Linked DNA regions of Pungitius pungitius: region 1 is linked to region 2. A link is a contact called in public Hi-C data. All regions are on one chromosome and are shown on one strand. Each heading gives the region's core, a stretch centred on a gene start, on an enhancer-like site or on the middle of the called end of the contact. The rest is flanking DNA. Distances are from core to core; before and after follow the strand shown. Region 1 holds the start of LOC119198743 (myosin-7-like). Region 2 holds the start of LOC119198715 (cyclic nucleotide-gated cation channel beta-3).

Region 1 (5,093 bases), core at 591-3,090, 340 kb after region 2:
GGTTTGACTTGTTGTTCACTGTTTTTAACACTGAACGACAATGAACATTTTTCCTGATAGAATTAAAAGACACAAAGCGTTTTCCCTTGAGTGCAATAGCAGGAATCCTAAAACACTTTCACGGGCTTATCTTTGTCCTCAGAAGGAAACAATGCGGGGGGCCAACGAGGCGCGTCAGTGCCGACATAGAGAGCTCTGATCCACTTGTTGAGCAACAGCTGCTTGGGATGCTTTTCACACTAAACTGCTGCATCTTTCCTCCACGTGGTCTTTATTTCACCCTTTTATTTTAGTAAATGACCCCTTCATGGTTCCAGCTCACTACCAGCAGCTAAATCTCATGTCCCAGTAGTAAACGAAGCAATGCAGTTTTATAATAGCCGTTTCATATTGGTGTGGGGAGGGGGGTGTGAGACAGAGCCAGTTAGTGTGAGGGTGTGAGACAAGTTTGATCGTACGTGTCACTGCACACTTTTGATCCCCCCCCTCCCTCGGTGTGCCAAAGACATTCGTGGTGGCTTTGTGAGTGTCATGTGGTTCTTTGAGTTCAAGGACAAAGCCATAAACACCCCGCCCCCCCCCCGGTGCCCCGTGGCCCGTGTTCAAGACAACGAGTTGGAGCAATGACGCATTCACATAAGGATGATGGCCCAAATCATTCAGAACTAATCATTTGTTTCAAATTCGTAATCAATTTGAAACAGATATTGACCTCTAATAAACACAGTTGACCCATAGTATAACACACACACACACACAAGAACAATAGAAGCACGTCCCATGACATGTCTGTCCACAAGTGGCCATCTGTCTACGTATAGACTTGAAACAAAGGCCCGGTATAAGAAGCCTGGTGGAGCTTCATCATGGGTGTTGACCGACAGAAGGACGCGAGGCAGCTGCGAATGAAAGCCTCGCCGGCGCCCTTGATGTCCGGAGGAATGGTGCGCTGGGGTCAACCCGTGCAGACCCACAGGGCCCGCGGTGGAACGTGTGAAGCCGTTGAAGTCAAACCGCTTCTGTGCTTCTTGAGGAGGTCTTCGGGAAGTCTGCTCAATAAACACCTGATTTAAGGATCCCCCTCTGTTAACGCGAGGGTTATTCCGAAGCATTAGCATTAACATGTACATGAGAGAAGTGATAAGTGTCCGTATACGTTCACCACATGGCCCCTGAGAGCCGGCAGCTGTCATACCCAGTCTTTTATTTTAGATGGAGGAGGGTCAGCTGACGTCCAGGAGGAGAAGTACCAGTCAAAAGATTCACAGGTTTATCTTTGTCCTCCAGGAAAGAGAGAATGTAGTCTAATGAAGTGCATACTATAGTGACAGCGGACCAAAATGTCTGTAGTTTAGACAAAATGTATAAAGGAAAATGCTCACATTTTTATGTAAATCATTTTCATGTTATTAAAAAAAATGTAATATGTATGAGAAACATAAAATATTTCACCTAAAATGACATCAACTGAATTATCTTTCTATCTTCTATAATTAAATAAAATGTTTCAGTCACCTGAAGGACAAAATAAAAATAGATGCTTAGGTCAACTCAGAAGTTCCAATGCATACATGATCGCTTTTGTCCACACCTTTTTATCTCCATATAAAGATCTGTCTTTTTTTTTGATGAGCGTCCATTGTTTTCTTCCTCTCTCCTCATAGGTTGGCCGGGTGCCGAAGCTCTGCCTGCGGGATGAATATAAAGAGGGGTTCAGAAAGAGGAGCAAGGACGGGATCACAGCACCTGCAGGCAAGTATCCATACATTTTTGACCCATGACTTAACTATTATGTCACATGTTGAAAACACACTGTGAGCGTTTTGTTTTATTTTTTTATAGAGAGAATTCACTAAACCTTTCCACGCAGAGAGGAAAAGGAAACAGGTAAATAGGTCTACGCAGTCAGCTTCTCCTCTTCACAATCATAATTCATGGCTAACTGCTATTACTGAGAATCAGAAACTTTCAAATTGTTGTTTCACAGTTATCAAGATGTCAGGCGACGCCCAGATGGCGGAGTTCGGCGCTGCCGCTTCCTTCTTGCGAAAGTCAGATAAGGAGCGTCTGGAGGCCCAGACCCGAGTCTTCGACATTAAGAGGGAGTGTTTCGTGCCCGACCCTGAGGTGGAGTACGTTAAAGGCAGAGTCATCTCCAGAGAAGGGGACAAAGCCACCGTGGAAACCGAGTTTGGAAAAGTAATTGTGTTTTGGTTGAAACACTTTGGACACAGTAACTTCTAACAGTAAATTCTAATTGAGATATTCTCCATGGTCAACATTTTCAGACTACCGTCCATAAGGAGGTGGATGTCCACCCTCAGAACCCGCCAAAGTTTGATAAAATTGAGGACATGGCGATGTTCACCTTCCTCCACGAACCAGCTGTGCTGTTTAACCTCAAAGAGCGATATGCAGCATGGATGATCTACGTATGTGACCAACCCGTTTCAGAGTTTTTTTCTCCCCAAACCTGCACTAAATCTTTCTTCCAAATGAACGGCGTGGTTCTTACGTGTTGTTGTCCACAGACCTACTCAGGGCTGTTCTGCGTGACTGTGAACCCTTACAAGTCTCTGCCGGTGTACGACCAGGCGGTGGTCAACGCCTACAGGGGAAAGAAGAGGAGCGAGGCTCCTCCGCACATCTACTCCATCTCTGACAACGCCTACCAGTACATGCTCTCAGGTACGTTCAGCGCTTTAGAAACGCCCACCTCCGGCGTAGCGCTTTGTGATCTCTATATCCCAACATTTAAAGATAACCAAAACGTGGTCTTAATTCTTGCAGATAGAGAAAACCAGTCCGTCCTCATCACGTACGTTTTTTTCATAAAGTCTCATCTGGTTCCAAACCCGAGGATCCCATTTTAGTTTTTTGTCCCTTTTGACGTGCGCAGTTCATGTTTGTTTTCACACGCAGCGGAGAATCTGGTGCCGGAAAAACGGTGAACACCAAGAGAGTCATCCAGTACTTTGCCAGCATTGCGGCGGTTTCTGGTAAGAAGGATGCCGCTCAGGAGAAAAAGGTTGGTTTGATTATTATATATATATATATATTAAGATGCTTTCACAGAATCCCACAACGTTAAGTTTTGTGGCATTTATTAAATACACAGGGTACCTTGGAGGATCAAATCATCCAGGCCAATCCTGCTCTGGAGGCCTTTGGAAATGCCAAGACCATCAGAAACGACAATTCCTCTAGATTTGTGAGTTTCTTTATTACTCCATTCTTTAAATAAGGAAGTGTTACCGCCCCCATCACCTTCCCCAAATCCAAATTTACTAGCAGCTACTCAACACAGATCACCGCTCTTCCCATTTGTGGATGAAATGGGTGGATTTTAGGGCACTCAATCCAAATCTGTCACTTCACCCTCTTTGTATTGATAGAATAAAATTGTCTTTTGCTTACTTTCTCAAAGGGCAAATTCATTCGAATCCACTTTGGTGTCAGTGGGAAGTTGGCTTCTGCTGATATTGAAACATGTAAGCGGGGGGGGGGGGGGGCACTTTGAAATCTCCATGGTGCAATACAAAATCTTTGGAGGTTGTGCACTTCAATCATATCATTGATATCTTTGTCAGATCTGCTGGAAAAATCCCGTGTCACTTATCAGCTCAAGGCTGAAAGAGACTACCACATCTTCTACCAGATTCTGTCCCAAAGGAAACCAGAACTTCTGGGTAGGCCCTCGACAAACCAAAGAATACGTTTGAACATGAAGAAATGCAACTTACTCACGCAGACTGAAACCTTTCCTTGACAGAAATGTTGCTCATCACCAACAACCCCTATGACTACGCCTTCATCTCCCAAGGAGAGACAACTGTAGCCTCTATTGATGATGCAGATGAGCTGATGGCTACTGATGTAAGAAACCGAGTGCATGTGTGTGAACTCCATTCATGGGATTTTACTACTAACGTGGATGTATTTCTTTCGTGTTTAAGGCAGCTTTTGATGTCCTGGGCTTCACCCAAGAGGAGAAGAATGGCATCTACAAGATGACTGGTGCCGTCATGCATTATGGAAACATGAAGTTCAAACAGAAGCAGAGGGAAGAGCAAGCAGAGCCGGATGGCACAGAAGGTAAAAGACCATCAAGACTATATCAAACAAGAGTATAACTACCACCAATTCAGAATTTGTATCTGCTTCTCTTGAACAAAATGCATTACAGATACAGACAAGGTTGCATACCTGATGGGTTTGAACTCTGCTGACCTCATCAAGGGCCTTTGTCACCCAAGAGTGAAAGTAGGCAACGAGTGGGTCACCAAGGGTCAAAATGTGCAGCAGGTAAGGCGCCCCACTGACATCTATCCTGGGTCTTCGAGGATAAAGTGAGGATTTAATTGTAATTGGTTTTATGCCACTTCTTAGGTGAACTACTCTATCGGTGCATTGGCTAAGTCAGTGTACGAAAAAATGTTCTTGTGGATGGTGGTGAGAATCAACCATTCTCTGGATACAAAGCAACCCCGTCAGCACTTTATTGGTGTGCTGGATATTGCTGGATTTGAGATCTTTGATGTGAGTATAAAAGGTTTTATTGAGACTTGAGTATGAAATAAACTTTGACTAACTTCTCTCCTTTGAATGCTCTTTCTAGTTCAACACATTTGAGCAACTGTGCATTAACTATACTAATGAGAAGCTGCAGCAGTTCTTCAACCACCATATGTTTGTGCTGGAACAAGAAGAGTACAAGAAAGAGGGCATTGTGTGGGAGTTCATTGACTTCGGTATGGACTTGGCAGCGTGTATTGAACTCATTGAGAAGGTCGGTGCAACGTTAAATACGAAAATGAATGAATCCCTGTGACAAGCAGAAGCAAATCTTTTTAATTTTTTAAAAGGTTTAATGATACGGTTTTTTTCCTTAGCCAATGGGAATCATGTCCATCCTTGAAGAGGAGTGCATGTTTCCCAAAGCCAGTGACGCAACGTTTAAAGCCAAACTGTATGACAACCATTTGGGTAAAAGTCCCAACTTCCAGAAACCCAGGGCGGTCAAAGGGAAACCAGAGTCTCATTTCTCCCTGGTTCACTACGCTGGAACTGTTGACTACAATATCGGTAACTGG
Region 2 (4,937 bases), core at 1,228-3,727:
CCACAAAGTCTCCAGGTAAATAGACAATAGACTTGAGCCTCAGTAACATGTCTACTAACATCTGCTGGTCACAGCCCTGCAGAGGAAATATATATATATATAGTTAATTGACTCCATTCCAAGCTGCAATCTTTAACTTTTTATTGCGCTTGTGGTGTCTTTATGAAGCACCTTGAACAGATCTATCTTCTGAAAGGTGGTGAGGTTGATGTCAACAGCGATGGCAGTTCTCATCACCAGAGGCATCTTATCCAGCAGCTCAGACTCATCTAAACACGAGATAAAAAAGGAAATTTACTCAATTAGCTACTTTTAAAGTCACACTAACCGTTTCTTCTTAACATCCGGTTTTGAGTGAGCGGATCACTTTGTGCAGTGTGACTGACCCAGCATGCCCTGTGCATCCCAGGTGTAGGTGTACCAGGTGCGGACCCGGTTCTGCACCAAGGAGGGGATGTGGTTGTTCACCATGTAGTCCACCGTGCCGTCCATGGAGGATCTGAAGTACGTCTGTGCTGCTGTGGCTGCACCAATGACGTCTCTCATCTGAGGCCAAACGAAGGTGACAATATCAACATCAACGGAGGAAAACATTGGTTCGGACAGACAACTAGCAGCACTGCCGTTTACAACCTTTCTGTGGTTGAAATGTAGCAATTAGCACAGTTGTTTTTGACTCTGTGGAGAGACAGTGTGTCTCTGTGTCACCTGTCCAATCAAACTGGAGAACACAAAGACGCCCGTGAAGAAGTTGGTCATCTGGAAGGTAATCTCAAAGACGGTATGAGGTTCGTTGAGACCCCCGATGTTGATCAGACTGCGGACAGCATAGTAGTAACAGCGCAGGTACCTGTGGGAGAGGGGGGAGGACAAAAGGACCCATTTTAATGGTTTATTTTACCCAATGGGTCAAACTAGCATCATTGGCAATACACACATATACATATATATACGTATATATATATATATAAAAGTTTCTGCACTTACGCACTGCCCAGACCGGAGTAGACCCATTTAGTTTTGCCGATGCCCTGGTAGTCTGAAGCCACATAGTAGAAGCAGGCGTTGAGGTGGAGCATGAAGAGAAGATACCCGATGGTCCGAATCACTCTAATAGAAAAGTACAGACTTACTCTTCAATCAGAGTAATGTTGTAAAAGGTGAGACCCTCATCCACCCTGCGCTTTTCGGATATTGTTTTTTAATGATGTATTTATATACGAGTAAAACAAAATATCCAGACTTACCTCCAGATGTACGCCTTGGCCATGATGCTCTCTAGACGGTCGCTGAACTCAAAAAAGGTGTCCACCTTGAGAAGACGAATGACACCGTCAGCCCAGGCTACCCCAGCAAACTGAGTCTCTACTCGACTGACTGATCAAATTCACCTTCAGCAAGCGATTTATTCTGAAAATGGACTTGAATCCATACCGCATGTACAGCAAGTCAAACGGCAGGACAGACATCACGTCCAGCTGTTGATGAGAGACAGATGTGTGAGGTCACTGACGCAAGCTGGTTCTAAGACCCAGAACCCAAGCTACAGTACCAAGAATCTGTCTGTGTTTCTGTAGTTCTTCTTGGTCACCGCTCTATCTTTCTGAAAGATGAAGATGAACACCGTCACATTGTCATGTCTTAAATCCCTCTCATCATCAGGCTACATGGGCTCCACTACGTCACACTTACTATGATGTCTCCGGCTTTGACGTACTGTTTGCGGGCCTGGAAGAAGATGGAGTCTGTGAGGTAGATGAGGTCGGCCAGCGTGTCCAGGACGAACCAGAGCGGGATGCTGCTCTCGCCGTGGTACGGGAAACACAGTCGGGCTGTGATGAACCAGGTGTTGTAGTTAAAGGCCAACGTCACCACGCTCAACCAGGCGATGTAGCGGCGGTCTGTGAAAGGGTCGATGGTGTTCCCCAGCACCGGGTCCACGAAGGTCTCCAGCGGTTTCAGCACCGTGTCCACCGAGAGCCAGACGCCGTCTTTGAACTTCGACATCAACGGCTTCTTCTCTTTTTTCTCATCTGGGGCCTCTGCTTTCTTTTTCTCCTCCTCCTCTTTCTTCTTCTGCTCGGCCTCCTTCTTTTTCTTCTCCTGCTCCCCTTTCTTCTTCTGGTCCGCCTCTTCTTTCCTTATGCGCTCCTCCTCCGCTTGCTTGTTCCTCTCCTCTATGACTTTTGCGTAGATGTCTTTGCGCAGCAATGGTGCTGAAAGGACAATATGAAGACTTAGTGTGCTTAAAGATACTATGCAATATTAAATATTTGATATCATTTTGTGGTACTCACTGACGGGAGGGCTGATCTCTGGGGATGAAGCGTATTGATCGGCCACTTTCTCCTTGTAGAGATTCAGCCTCTCTTTCATGCGCTTGGCTATGAATCTGAGCTGCTCGTCTGCATACTTATTGATGACGATGGGGGCAGGTGCAGGAGGGGCCGACTCTTGTCTAAAGATGGAAAATAACATCACACTTTTATTTTTTTGATTTAAGAATAATGGAAGAGCGTAAATTGGCCTGTTTGTTGTGTGATGAGGGGGACAGAACAATATTTGTATTCGTTCTAGAGTAATACAATTAGTGGCTGTAATCAATATTTTCTTAAAGTTTTATAGACAGTTGGCCTTGTACAGGAAACCCCCTTCAAACCGTGTGTTGCATCAACCAGCCAGATGTGAATGTAGTCAAGACAAAACAAGGCGTTTTAACTTTTCACCCTCTTGTCTTTTAAGGTCACCTTAAATGTAGATTGTAGCATAAACTTTTTCAGGATATGTCAATTGGGAGAAAATAGTTTCAACATACATCTTCTAAACATGACTCACAAAATCTAAGGAAACAGACCTTGACTTGTAATTTTTAATGTCTGTTTGTACAACAGCACCCGTTTTAGTAAATTAAATGTTTTAGAAAAGCACTTTTCAGCCCCAAACAGCCGGCCCTCCCATCGATGAAGAGGATATCTGTGCTCATGTGTCGCCACCTAGCGGACAGGATCCAACATTACATCTAGCTGACATGGGGGAGTCAGATGTATTTATGTCAAGTCATTGCTAAGAAAACACCAAGACCCGAATATATGTTCAACACTTTCATCAAATAGTACCAAAAACCTTTTCTCATGACGGTTTACAACAAGAAAAGCAGAAAGGCACACTGATGAACCCACTTCCTTTACAAAGTGTAGGATGAACTATTTCACAGCTGCAATTGTCAGGTGTGGGTGCTGGAGCAGGTTGCAGGCGGAAGGAGGCAGGACTCAAACGCAGGAGTTACCAGATATCCAAAAGGTGCTCTTTATTCACCAATCTCAAAAACAAAGGACGTGCACCAACGATGACTGACTAAGACAATGACGCGACAAAGGACAACAGGCACACGGGGCTTAAATACACAAGGGAGGTGCAGGTGATTGGACACAGGTGGAAGCAATCAGGCAATCACATGTCAGGACAGGAAGTGAAGCTCACCCAGAGACACGAGACACAAGAAAACTACAAAATAAGACAGGAAGAGGACCCAAACCGTGACAGCAATATGCCGATTTGGACTACAGTCCTCCACAGTTGAGTGCTACACATGAGTTGCATTAGTCAGGGAAACAGCTCTGCAAAATGACCATGCAAAAAACTGTAAGCCGTTAGACAGTTAGATTTAGCTGCAACTGTGTGACTCTAAATGGTTCTTTGGTAAGTTAAATAAGAAATACCTTCATTGTATATGGTGAGAGGAGAAACACACCTAAACACCTTGTCGGCTGTGCTTAAAATTACAGAAGACCTTAGAGTTTAGACACATGTATCTAAATGTTCACCTTTATTCATTTATTTTCATCATAATAAACTTTCCCTTTTTTTCTATTCCAAGACCACTATTTGCAGATTCAAATCCTGTTTTCAAAATAAAAGGTCTGACTCTGGCATTAACCCCAAATAACGTTCCCAAATCTAAACGACTTCCCAAATCAAGCTCCTCCTCACTCTGCCGCCCGTCCTTTATCATCCAGCAATGAAACATTTAGAACATGTCTCATCATTTGGGAAAGTAGTGTATGCAACGTGTATTTACAATTGTGAGGATCTGCCAAATGTGTCGCTTTCATGGCTTTCAATCCTTGGCCAGAAGCTGGCCTGAAGAAGAGCTTCTTAAACCTGTAAAGCTGAAAAGCTTTTAATCCACTTTCAGGTCACCCCGTTAATGTGCATGTGGCACCTGGGGATGAATATGGCCATGTGACGTTCACTTCTGAAGGCTTTGTCTCTCTTCCTATCTGCGCTCTCTACGGGGAATGTGATTAATTAGTGAGGGTGATTATTTTGATACTGGTTCGTGGTGTCGGTGTCTTGGCAGACGTGTGTTTTGGTAAGCTAAAGTGGAGTTCCTCTGGCGATAAAAACACTACACATACTCTCTTTAATTGCTTCTGCTGTACTGACGGTGCATCTCCCCTGCTATCAAAATGTCCAATCAGGTAGGAAAAACGCAGACGAAGGTGTGTTCAGAGTTTCTGCTGAAACAACTGACTGCAGAAACCACCAAGGGTGCAGGTCTTACCCCTCAAGTCCAGCTTGATCTGGGTTAGTTGGAGCTGCTGGAGGAGCTGCTGCTGGTGGTCCTGCTGGAGGAGCTGCTGCTGGGGGTCCTGCTGGTGGTGCTCCTGCTGCTGGTGGAGCTCCTGCTGCTGGGGGTCCTGCTGGAGGAGTTGCTGCTGGTGGAGCTCCTGCTGCTGGGGGTCCTGCTGGAGGAGTTGCTGCTGGTGGAGCTCCTGCTGCTGGGGGTCCTGCTGCAGAAGTTGACTCTGGGAAAAGAAATCAAAATCACATTTCAGATCAAGTTTTTGTGGGGTTATTTTATAAAGCCTAACATTTTTTCTAATTTTCCGATTTGTTTTGTTTGACTTTGTTTCCCCGTTACTTTGTTTCATCAA

Evidence for each region. Hi-C and Micro-C count contacts between places; a contact is called where the count stands out from the background.
Region 1: a contact with region 2 is called in a Hi-C map of muscle, with 3 times the contacts expected there. The contact joins the promoter of LOC119198743 here to the promoter of LOC119198715 in region 2. A contact is called at or near these places in 2 of 2 Hi-C or Micro-C datasets (both in muscle).

Annotation. Positions count from the first base shown.
Region 1 is chr19:14,251,812-14,256,904 of fPunPun2.1, forward strand. It overlaps LOC119198743 (myosin-7-like), which reads left to right and starts at 1,841. Exons shown (of 38, transcript XM_037456217.2): 1 at 1,841-1,887; 2 at 1,988-2,199; 3 at 2,289-2,432; 4 at 2,532-2,688; 5 at 2,791-2,818; 6 at 2,923-3,028; 7 at 3,119-3,211; 8 at 3,428-3,491; 9 at 3,591-3,689; 10 at 3,773-3,876; 11 at 3,957-4,095; 12 at 4,187-4,305; 13 at 4,390-4,539; 14 at 4,619-4,789; 1 more. The coding sequence starts at 1,996.
Region 2 is chr19:13,911,006-13,915,942 of fPunPun2.1, forward strand. It overlaps LOC119198715 (cyclic nucleotide-gated cation channel beta-3), which reads right to left and starts at 2,478. Exons shown (of 14, transcript XM_037456165.2): 1 at 2,298-2,478; 2 at 1,693-2,216; 3 at 1,553-1,603; 4 at 1,392-1,478; 5 at 1,248-1,312; 6 at 988-1,110; 7 at 709-850; 8 at 387-546; 9 at 172-269; 10 at 1-76. The coding sequence starts at 2,478.